3 separate regions of the Danio rerio genome follow, and all the other regions are linked to region 1. The links are chromatin contacts, called in public Hi-C maps. All regions are on one chromosome and are shown on one strand. The core of a region is the stretch at or near the end of the contact, and the rest is flanking DNA. Distances in the headings are between cores, read along the strand shown.

Region 1 (3,805 bases), core at 480-2,979:
GCATATTTAGCTTGTGTGTGAGAAGTTTAAGTTTATGAAGTCGGCTTGAATGGAAAAGCTTCCGTTTTAAATACTTAGCCATTTTAAATACAGCTTACTATATTTCAAACATAAAAAATAATATATAAATTGTGGGATACTTAAACAGTGGGAAATGTATATAAATTAATAATGTAAACAGTTAAATAATGAGAGCACAAGCTAACATCACACACAAAAAACATTAGACCAATACATTCGACATATCAAATACCAGGTCTGGCCCACACAAACAGCTTTTGCTTGGCCCACATGCCACATTGAATTACGGTACATGATTTTACCAGGTCTGGCTTCCATACAAGGGCCAAATATGGACCATATCTGGGCCAAGTCTCAGCCAAGTTAATAACCCATAACTGGACCTGAACTGGGCCAGAATAGTTGGTGTGTCACGACTGCAATGACTGATTTCGCTTTATGACCACACTTTTGCTTTATGGACACACCCGACTGGAAGATTTTTTTCTTTACTCAAAATAATTTAAATGTATTTTAAATGTGGGTCAAGACAGGCCAAACTTACATGGTCCAAATATACATTTTTAACATCTGGGCCAAATACTACATTTGACATCTGGCCCAAATCTTATGTGCCGCCTTAAAGACGGTGCCACCTCTGTAAAACCCGGGCCATGATTGGCACACATGCAGTATGCCAGTGCCAGATGAATGCCTGCTGTGTCAGCTTTATGCCAAATCTGGGCCAGAATTCTTTGCTACCTGGGATACTACAGAAACTAGCATTTACATCAAAGTGTAATTTCACAAGCTAATAAGTGTGCTACAAATATTTCTTATATTGTAGGCCTGCCTATCTGTTCACCAGTTTTATGATTGCAGTAGGCTTACTGAAAAGTAAACAAGTGGTGTACTCAATGTTCATTACTGTTACATGTGTAATAACTTAGTCCCAATTAGTATAATACATGTACTTTACCAAAAACTGTCAATTCTGTCATGATTTATTTACCCTTAGGGCCTACTCGCACTATGCTATCCGAACCATGCTCAGGCCCGTTTTCTGGATCGTTTGAGGAGTGTGAGTGCTCTGAATCGGGCTCAGGCATGGTTCACTTGGCCGGCCCTGGCCCGGTTGGAAGAGGTGTGCCTGAGCATGGTTCACTTGGGCTTTGGCGTGGTATGCTTGTGTGTGAGTGCAAAACGCGCCAGAGCCCGAAACTGAAAGCAAGACGGGACTTTTAAGGGACTGTTTCATTTGGATTTATGAATCATTCTTACTGTTCAATGAGCGCAAACTGTCGTAGGTTATTAAAGACCCAAACCCCTCTCTAGGCACGAAAGCTGCGCACCATCAGCAAACCTAATTTTTTGCCGCACAAGGACTTGAACTTTGAAAACTGGACTGACAGTTTCAATTTACTAGAACTTCTATGTAAAGCTGCTTTGACACAATCTACATTGTAAAAGTGCTGTAGAGATAAAGATGAATTGAATTGAATGTTTTGAATAATGCTGAAGATGTGTAATCTTTGTCGTCCAGTATGAGTTTTCCTTTAGGTTACCGGTTTCTAACACTCTTCTACTAACAAAATATCTGCTTTTGTGTCCCACAGAAGAAAGGAGGTCTAACTATCTAACTATCCCTTTAATTCCTCACACACAGTGCAAGTAAAATCAACATTTAAGTGATCCGTTCCACCAGAGGGCGACAGAGGGCCATGAATGAAGCAGAAGCACTCCTGATCCTGGCAGATGTTTAGTTAGCAGGCTCACATCCAGGGAAAACCTGCCGTCTTCCTCAGACATAAACCTTGTGCTGCATGAGGAGATGACATTTTCTGTCTTGTTCACTGTTTGCCCTTGTTCATTGCAACTGAACCAAAAACAACCCACAGTAGATCTGGAATATGTACTTGCAGATCAACTGCAGACCTATTACTGCTGAATACAAGTAGGCTATCTTGAAAAAAATATCTATTTATATTATTAATTGTCATCATTGCAAAAAGAAAAGAAATTGTTTATTAGAAATTAGTTATTAAAACTATTAAGTTTAGAAATGTGTTAAAAAATGTCTCTGTTAAACAGAAATAATCAGGAGAGCTATTGATTCTGACTTCAACTGTATATATAGTATACAGCTATTGGAAATATACTGAAAACACAGATTCATGGCAATTATTTATGTGTTTGCATCAAAACTAATTTGTTTTATTTAGTAAATCTACATTTTCTTTCAACTTTCAAATAAAAGTTGTCATTTAGAACATTTTTAGACAATACAATACCAATGTTTTAAGTTAAGAAATCAATATTCCATGGAAATCCCTGATTAAAAATACATACACACACACAAAAAAAGATCTAACCTTTTTCTTTATCTTTAAACTAGAACAAAAAATATATTAACATTTTACTCAGACCATACAAAATAAATCCAATGAAATCAAAATTTTCAAGGGCTCTCTTAATTTAAAACAACAACGACAACAACAAAATATTGCATTTAATTATGGCAAATATCTGGCCTGCCAAGCCATCCGACACCTCATTATATGCAGTCATCTTCAGTTTATTCACACCCCAGATGCCTGAATCAGCCTGTCTTTCAGCTTAGTGTTCTCACTTTCAATCATTTATCACTTTAATGCTCGCACAAGATTGTTTTTGGTTTGAAAAAGTGAGCGATGATGATAGCATCACAGACATGCTGTGAAACCATACAGACCTTTCAATAAGCACATGAACGTCTCTAATGTTCCATAGAGTCATTGAGAATGACAGAGGAAGGGATGGCCTGAGGAAACGTCCTGACATCCTGGTGAAGAATTGCATTTGGGAAAAGACAAGGCTTATTTAAGGCTCTATATGGCTTGTTGAACAATAAGCACTTTTACTTTTAACATTTAATTTAGGAAAGGGTAGATCAAGGGTGGCGTTAAAGGGATAGTTCACCTGAAAAATTAAAATTGGCTCAGTATTTACTCACCTTAAAGTGGTTATAAATCTTTATAGTTTCTTTTTTCTGTTGAAAACCAAGGAAAATGGGTGACATGGTGGCTAAGTGGTTAGCACTGACGCCTCACAGCAAGGTCACTGGTTCGAGTCCCGGCATGGGTCAGTTAGCATTTCTGTGTGGAGTTTGCATGTTCTCCCCATGTTGGTGTGGGTTTCCTCCGGGTGCTCCGGTTTCCCCCACAGTCCAAAGACATAGGCTATAGATGAATTGGGTTAGCTAAATTGGCTGTAGTGTATGAGTGTGTGTGTGTGTGTGAATGTGTGTGTGTGTGAATGCGAGAGTGTATGGATGTTTCCTAGTACTGTGTTGGGGTTGTAAAGGTATCCTCTGCATAAAACATATGCTGGAATAATTTGCGATTCATTCCGCTGTGGCGACCCCTGATAAATCAGAGACTAAGCGAAGGAAAGTTAATGAATGAGTGAATGAACCCTATCAAACTGGTGTCTGTTGATGATGTTAAACATAACAATGCATCTGTTTTGATGACTGGTCATTTTCCTGTATCCCCTCTGTGAGAGGAAGCAGCTTGGTGGGTACCGTGACCAAATGCCTCTTTGTCCCAAGGGTGCTTGTGTTCTGTTCCTGTACACTTTGACTGTGGAAAACATTGCCGCATGCTGCCTAAAATGTGATGTTGTCCTTAAAGGATTAACTCTGCCACTGTTGTATGCTTTTAACTGATGCTTTTGTTGGGGTTTTACAAAGCAAATGCACTTGAAAAACTCATACAACTTGGTTAAAACAATGAATGAATTTAAAGGACACCTATTTTAACTCTTT
Region 2 (3,805 bases), core at 657-3,156, 240 kb after region 1:
AATTTGAATTATAAATAATTGAAGTAAATCTGAAAGAAAATAATATGTTTTTTATATAATGTCAAATTTAATTCAATGCTTTACATGCCTTTTTGTAATTGTTTGTTAAATTTACAAGCAACGAGTAACATAAATCTTTGATTGATTTCAGTATCATACTTTGAGTGTAGACAAATCTGTCTTCTTACATAACGTGCATTAACTAAAGACTAACGGCACAAAAATATGTATTGAACATTGTTATTATTCATTCATTCATTCATTCATTTTCTTTTCGGCTTGGTCCCTTTATTAATCTGGGGTCGCCACAGTGGAATGAACTGTCAACTTATCCAGCATATGTTTTATGCAATGAATGCCCTTTCAGCTGCAACCCATCACTGGGATGTCAGGACTCAAACCAGCGACCTTCTTGCTCTGAGGTGATTGTGCTACCCACTGCACCTCCGTGCTGCCCATTTTTATTGTTTTTTATTATGTATTGTTATTATTCAAATTTATGTCATTTATTTATACGTTTATTTTCACCTTTTTAACCATTTGTTGGATTCCTGATATTTTAATACTTCATAATAAGTTTTTCTTTTACTTATGTTATATATATATATATATATATATATATATATATATATATATATATATATATATATATATATATATATATATATATATATTTATATATATGTATATATATATATATTTTTTTTTATTTAAGTCTTTTTATTTAATGTTATTTATTTGATGTTTTTCATTCTGTAGTTCAAACAAAACCCAATAAATATATTTTGAAAAAAAAAAAAAAAAAACTAAAGACATTTTAAAGATCCAGGGAAATTAAAACAACATTTGTAGATGTTAGTATCAGTATGTTAGTCTTCAATAATATTTATAAGCCAGTGTGGTACAAAACAATGACTAAATTTGTATCTAGAAGATATAAAACTAATTTAAACATGAATTCCACCTAAATGCATCAACATTTTTTTTTCACGTCACCTCACACTTTACCTGATTTTCATCATATCTAGACCAATCAAATACTCTAGTATCTGACAAGCCCCGCCCCCTTCAAAACGCTTCTCATTTGCTTTTCATTTGATGCGCTTGATTTCAACTGGCAAAATTGTGAGAAAAACAAAATGGTAATGGCTGTTTTTTAAAGGGCAGGAGCTACTCTTTATCCCGCCCTCTTTGTTTTTCAGTTGAGATTATGTCAAACTTTAAATAAAAATGCACATTTCAAAGCACTTTAGAGGACCTTTAAAGACTTAAACAACAATAACATTGCTGGGCTGGGCTGGCCTTACCTGTTTTGTTTTAATGCGGCCAAATTTATGACTCCATTGTTGTTAGATTTTATCTGTGATTTGAAACTGTAATGGCACCTTGGAGATTTCATTCTTTCTCCACTCAAACAGACAGGATCTAAAGTTGCATGACTAGAAAATAGCTCCAGGGGGGCGTTACCATGATGACCAAGTGAACCAACTTGATCCACTAAGGACACACGCTATAGCATTGCTCTATAACTGTTTATAACCCTGTTTATTAAAAAAAAAAAAACCTCTTCAGTGCTTAAAATGCCCAAATTCAACCTCTTTCTCCTCATAACTCAGTTTTTATGAGGCATTATCAGACTCTGTTCCCATGGCAGGTGTTTCTCCACATTAACTGACTAATGCTGTCAGGCATTAAGAAGCATATCCTGCTATTTATGGCCTTTCCCTGATAATGTATCTTTATTGGTTTTCTGAAAACTAATCTCACAGTTTTTCTCCTGCATGAACAATCATAATGGCTCATGGTTATTAACATAATACTTCAGCGCCCTTTCCTGCTCCCTTCAGGATACTTCTGTCATCATTTAGTCACTCTAATGTCATTCAAAGCCTCTATAGTATTCTGCTAAATGACACCAGTGTGAGTAAAATATCTCCTTCGCTGTTCCACAGAAGTCATCCAGGTTTAAGGCAGCATGCGAGTGAGTAAATGATGACAGCTTTTTACTATTTCTATAACCACAACACTATGCCACACCACCCAGGGAGCTAAAGCAGCAGACGCCCACAGAAAACCCATCAGCTTTGAGTCAACACTGCCAACATTGAAAGCTGATTTATGAGTTCTCATAAAGATCTTAAAGAAATAGGGTCATTTAATAAGTCCCTTAGAGTCAAACTTTTGAGTTTTACCATATTTGAATGTATTCAGCTGATATTCAGGTTTGCCAGGAGTACTTTTGGGTTAGCTTAGGATAAATAGGAATACACTATTAGCATCTTACTCACTTACTCAAAAAAATAAAAAATAAATAAAAAAGCTTGACTTCTTTAGTTACACCATTCTGGAGTAATAATCAAGGACTTTGCTGCTGTGCCATAGCTGCACCAGGCACAATGATATCATGCAACACCTGAAAACAGTTCCCAGCTAGATAATTATGTGACAGCAGGGTAATATCATTGCGCAGCCATGGTACGGCAGCAAAGTCCCTTGATTATTACGCTGGAATGAGAGGATAGATAGATAGATAGATAGATATAGATAGATAGATAGATAGATAGATAGATAGATAGATAGATAGATAGATAGATAGATAGATAGATAGATAGATAGATAGATAGATAGATAGATAGATAGATAGATAGATAGATAGATAGATAGATAGATAGATAGATAGATAGATAGATAGATAGATAGATAGATAGATAGATAGATAGATAGATAGATAGATAGATAGATAGATAGATAGATAGATAGATAGATAGATAGATAGATAGATAGATAGATAGATAGATAGATAGATAGATAGATAGATAGATAGATAGATAGATAGATAGATAGATAGATAGATAGATAGATAGATAGATAGATAGATAGATAGATAGATAGATAGATAGATAGATAGATAGATAGATAGATAGATAGATAGATAGATAGATAGATAGATAGATAGATAGATAGAACTTTGGGCTCGAGGATCTTATGAGCTCAGGGCTCTTTGCTGGGACAGCTTGCCAAATACGCTTTGTAATCAATCATCAGCTAAGTGTGAACTCTTGAAATAAAGCAGATAGTCCCTTTAAGGTACGTGTATAAGTTGTTTAAAAAAACAGATGTTTTTTTCTCAGCGTTTTTCCTGCTTGGTTTACTTTCGGTGGAAAAAATGGACAGTAAAAATGGTTGGATGATTCTCAGGTGGTTAGGTTCACTGCATCCTCATGCTTGATTAAACTTAGTATAAGGTTGGCCAGCGTGGAGATCTCTCCACCCTGTGGCTCTGTTGACTGAGTAAACTGTGTAGAGTGAAACTGCAGCCGTCTGGATCACATGCTCCAGTACAGAAAATACACAGAGATATTGACTCAGAGGTGCTGGGAAGTATCTGAGATCACCTGATCATGAAATATGATCAATCAAAATAATTCAGGATAGACAGATTGTTACATAAGGAAGATAAATATAGATGGATGATAGACAAATGAAGAGATAGATGATGCATGGATGGCTATAGATGCTTAGACAGAAATGTATATGATCGACAAATGAAAATATGTAGATATGTAGATGATGGATACAAACTAAGATGATGTAATAATAGATGGGTGGGGGAAATACTGATACATATTGCAATATTTCTGCAGTCCACACTACAGTAAATGGTGGTATTGTTTTTTTTTATGTATTTTTTTTCCAGTGGATCACCTTGAAGTTATTAAAATAAAGATGTCAGCATTATGAAAAGGGACAGGTTTTCTTCAACGAGTCCAAGCTATATTCTTTACAACATCTCTTTTTTTATCTC
Region 3 (3,805 bases), core at 479-2,978, 170 kb after region 1:
TGGCAACATCAACAGCCTGGGGTATCAAGACATTTGTGCTTCCCATTACATTACAAACCACAGGAGGGGCAAATTCTTTAGCAGGATAGTGCTCCTTCTCATAATTCAAGCAAAGAAGGTCAAGCTGCTCCAGGATTGGCCAGCCCAGTTACCAAACATGAACATTATTGAGCATGTCTGGGGTAAAATAAAGGAGGAGGCATTGAAGATGAATCCAAAGAATCTTGATAACTCTGGGAGTCCTGCAAGAACGCTTTCTTTGCCATTCCAGATGTCCTGAACACATGTTATTAGTATTAGCAAGTAATTATTAGCCGCTTGATCATGGTTCAAACAAAACTTATTGCAGACCTCAAAAGTTGAGCAAATCCATTCACTGTTAAATAAATATAGTTGCATGTTCAGTGATCGTTTTCCCCCCTCCTAATGTAACTAGTGTCATGCCACAGGGATCTGATGATGAATGTGGTAATGTACAGCCTGTAAAATCCAGGGAGCTGAATGTTATTGCGTTGGTGGGACGGAATTTGTCTTTAGGCGACTGTAGTCAGGATTTTACAGTCCTGTGACTCTACCAGTGAATTGCCACTAATTTAAAGCAGTCGATGTACAATACGCTAACATTGGGCTCTTTGTCAATGCCGATGGCTTGTGACGCTAATGTCTGTCTCATGGTCCATCTTTCCCTACGAATCCTCATATTGGTAATTATAGTTGGGTTTTTTAATTAGAGCTCATGTCGCAAATGACAGCCAGGCATGCTTTTATGGTGAATTTATTTATTTCAGTCCTGGAAATGCAATTTTTATGCTGTTGCTACGTTTCAGTGGCATTTGTTTATTTGAATAACAGCTCTCATGAAGGGTTTACAGTGGCTTCTGACAGGAACTAAAAATGCTGTGTGATGAAATACACTCGGCTCCACACAATACCTTCATATTGTCTCAACACAAATTGATTAAGTTAATAGTTTTTACAAATTTAAGTGGATTGAACATAAAACAATTAAGTTATTAAGAATTATTGTGTTTTAGCTCATTTTAAATAACAAACAAGCAGCAATAACATAGAAAACTTCATTATAATCATTATAAATTCCAAAATAGTTTGAATGTTTGGTAAAAATGCAGGAAAAATCTGTGATTTTGTTTGTTTTCTTTACCCTAAAATATTTCTCTTTCTTTTTGACTGAAAAAATAAAATAAGCAAAAGCAAATTTTGAAATTGATGTTACTCCGTTGTATCTCCTTGTCTGTTGTTTTAGTCTTGCTCCAGTGTGGACTGTTGGACTCTGATGTGTAATGTTGGCCTGTTGGAGCGAGGGACGAGTGCCATACTTCATGTTCGCTCACGAATTTGGGCTGAAACGTTTATGGAGGTGAGCAGAAAGTGTTGTCTCTTGAAATGATTACTAATAGTGCACTGAAAACAAAATGATGGATGCTTTTACAGTCAAATTTTATACTCTGAAATCTCAAATAAGACCCCTCTCCAAGTCCACCTCAATGATTGAACAGATTAAAAATTTAGTGTATAGTGTGGTTATTTCCTGATATATTTTGTAGGTAGTAATGTAGATTTGGTGGTGTCTGTTTAACTCAAGTTGAAGAGAATCAGATGGTGTGTAAACAGGAGCTCTTTTGAGAGACTCCTTACATGCAGCTCCAGCCAATGCAAAGTTTATAAGCCAGTGCATTGAAAATACATTAAGAGAAGTCCTGAGAGCTCAGCGCATTGGAATGTCAGAAAATGTTGGGATCCAGTGAAGCAATACTGCCACCATCTGGATGCGACTAGGACTGTTACATTAAAAATTAAATTTAGTAGAGAATGAAATGAATGCTGAACAGCGTTGTTTACAGTAACTGTTTTAGATGTACTTAAGATCATTTATAATTTTATATTTAGTTTGGTATCCTTTTCTTTTAAACGTCAATGTTTTAGCCACTATAATGCCTTTGCTGCAGACACGCCATTAATAAATTATGATATTGTTGATCTTATTCATAACATATAATTGTGCTTTCCGTGATTTATTTACAGAACACTTATAAAAACTTTATTCTGGAGTGCCATGCTAGTTACAAAGTGGAAAAGATGCCATATGCCATTTTGCCTAAGGTGACTCCTAGTGGCTCTAAAAAGGTAAACTTCGGTCATTTTATATATTTTTATCAAATCTAATTCATGTTCATTATTAGACAGAATGTATTTAGTTGTAAAAATGCTCTGCTGATGTTTGTGTGAACTGCAGATGGTGACTCCTGTGGTGTGGAATAAGCCGGACAGTTCGTACGCTGTTCCTCTGTGGATCATCATTCTGGCGATTCTAGCTGGTCTTCTGCTGCTCGCGCTGCTCATCTACGTCCTCTACAAGGTCAGCATCTGCCGATTTCATTTCTAGCTGTGGTCAAGAATTCAGGTTGTTGGACTTTGTTGTAACTAAGCATTTTCTTTTTAATCTTAAAGCCTTGTAACCACATGTACTTGTTTTAAGAAAACTAAATCATACCTTTCTTTCTAGAGTAGGTTGTTGCTAATTGTAAACCAATTCTTATCCATTTTTTTTTCCAAACCTGGCTATTAAGCAAGATAGTAAGGAATTTTAACTAAATATTATACTTAAAAGGTCCCGTGAAGTGCTTTTAAATGTATATTTTTATTCGTTGTTTATCGCAATCTCAACCAAAACATGAAGAGAGGGTGAAGTGTACTGAGGGATATAGAGTAGCTCCTCCCTTAAAAAAAAACAAAAAAATACAGCCAATCGTGTTTTGTTTTATCACCACTCTGCCAATGAGTGAGGTTGAGCACAAGCGCATCAAATGTGGAGCCTCTTGTAGAGGGCGGGGCATGTCAGATACTAGAGAGCATTTGATTGGTCAAGGTTTGATGGGGAAACTGAAGTATGAGGTGACGTAAATAAAACTGTTGATCCATTCAGCATTAGTGACAAACTACAAGCTTTACATGTGTATATCAATTTTATATCTCATAAACTTGAATTTTGTTACTATTTCAGTGCGCACAAGCTTACAGATAACCTATAATAGAAAAACTATTAATATTGATACTATTTTAATTTTATAGAGCCTTTAAATAGAGACAATCCCAAATCTAATCTCAAGCTACAGTTTTTTTCTCCCTAATCAGAAAGACTTATAACTGTAAACAATTTCATATTCAATACAGTCAACATGTAGTAGGGATATCAAAATGGTAGCCTATCCCAAATAGCTGAACTAGCATGTTGCTAATTGATAATCTGCTACTTTTCTATTGTAGTCAGACTAGTTCTCTTTTGTAGTGAACTATTGTTCGTTACATAAAAAAACTACCTACAAATAGTATATTATTTAACATTCTTTTAATTAAAAGTAACTTTGCTAATATTAGAGTATAAATACACCAAGTTAGGCTATAATAAGTTCACAGATGTTAATGATCATCAAAATAAAGGGATAGCAGATATTAAGCAGACAGTGTGCTAATCCTCTTATTAATAGTTAACTGTGGTTAATAATGGTCTCTGTTCCCCAAGGTGCATACCTGGCTTGTAACCAATGCCAGGGGACAGGGGGATATGTCCCCCTTGCTTTTAGAGACAGACCATTTAGAAACAGGCGATAATAATTAAATGAAAGTAAACTTTTCGATCTTATTCAGCTGTCCCCCCCACTTTTAAAATGTCCACTACCTCCAGACCGACGCTGAAGTAAGCGTTTATACTTCTGCATTCTGTTTGTGCTGCTCTGGCAATAACAATTACGAAAAGCTAGTAGGCCATGGGGATTCAGTGTTCCAC

What was found. Hi-C and Micro-C count contacts between places; a contact is called where the count stands out from the background.
Region 2: a contact with region 1 is called in a Hi-C map of an unstated tissue, with 2.6 times the contacts expected there. The contact joins two enhancer-like sites. A contact is called at or near these places in 2 of 18 Hi-C or Micro-C datasets (caudal fin and an unstated tissue).
Region 3: a Hi-C map of an unstated tissue shows a contact between it and region 1, with 8 times the contacts expected there. The contact joins two enhancer-like sites. A contact is called at or near these places in 9 of 18 Hi-C or Micro-C datasets (caudal fin, embryo, fibroblasts and 2 more) and 1 of 4 datasets of contacts at active chromatin or transcription factors (caudal fin).

What each region holds. Positions count from the first base shown.
Region 1 is chr23:36,580,460-36,584,264 of GRCz12tu, reverse strand. No RefSeq gene overlaps it. Among named protein-coding and RNA genes, the nearest start is that of csrnp2, 31 kb to the left of the region's middle. Within about 2 kb of position 1,729, at least 4 of the 62 cell types and tissues checked have an H3K27ac peak or open chromatin away from gene starts, as enhancers often do.
Region 2 is chr23:36,343,197-36,347,001 of GRCz12tu, reverse strand. The region is part of intron 2 of rapgef3 (Rap guanine nucleotide exchange factor (GEF) 3); the gene reads right to left. All of the region lies in intron 7 of LOC137489139 (a long non-coding RNA gene), which reads left to right. Among named protein-coding and RNA genes, the nearest start is that of rapgef3, 21 kb to the right of the region's middle. Within about 2 kb of position 1,906, at least 3 of the 62 cell types and tissues checked have an H3K27ac peak or open chromatin away from gene starts, as enhancers often do.
Region 3 is chr23:36,407,689-36,411,493 of GRCz12tu, reverse strand. itga5 (integrin, alpha 5 (fibronectin receptor, alpha polypeptide)) reads left to right here. Exons shown (of 30, transcript NM_001004288.2): 27 at 1,265-1,378; 28 at 2,044-2,145; 29 at 2,255-2,377. Among named protein-coding and RNA genes, the nearest start is that of rapgef3, 85 kb to the right of the region's middle. Within about 2 kb of position 1,728, at least 6 of the 62 cell types and tissues checked have an H3K27ac peak or open chromatin away from gene starts, as enhancers often do.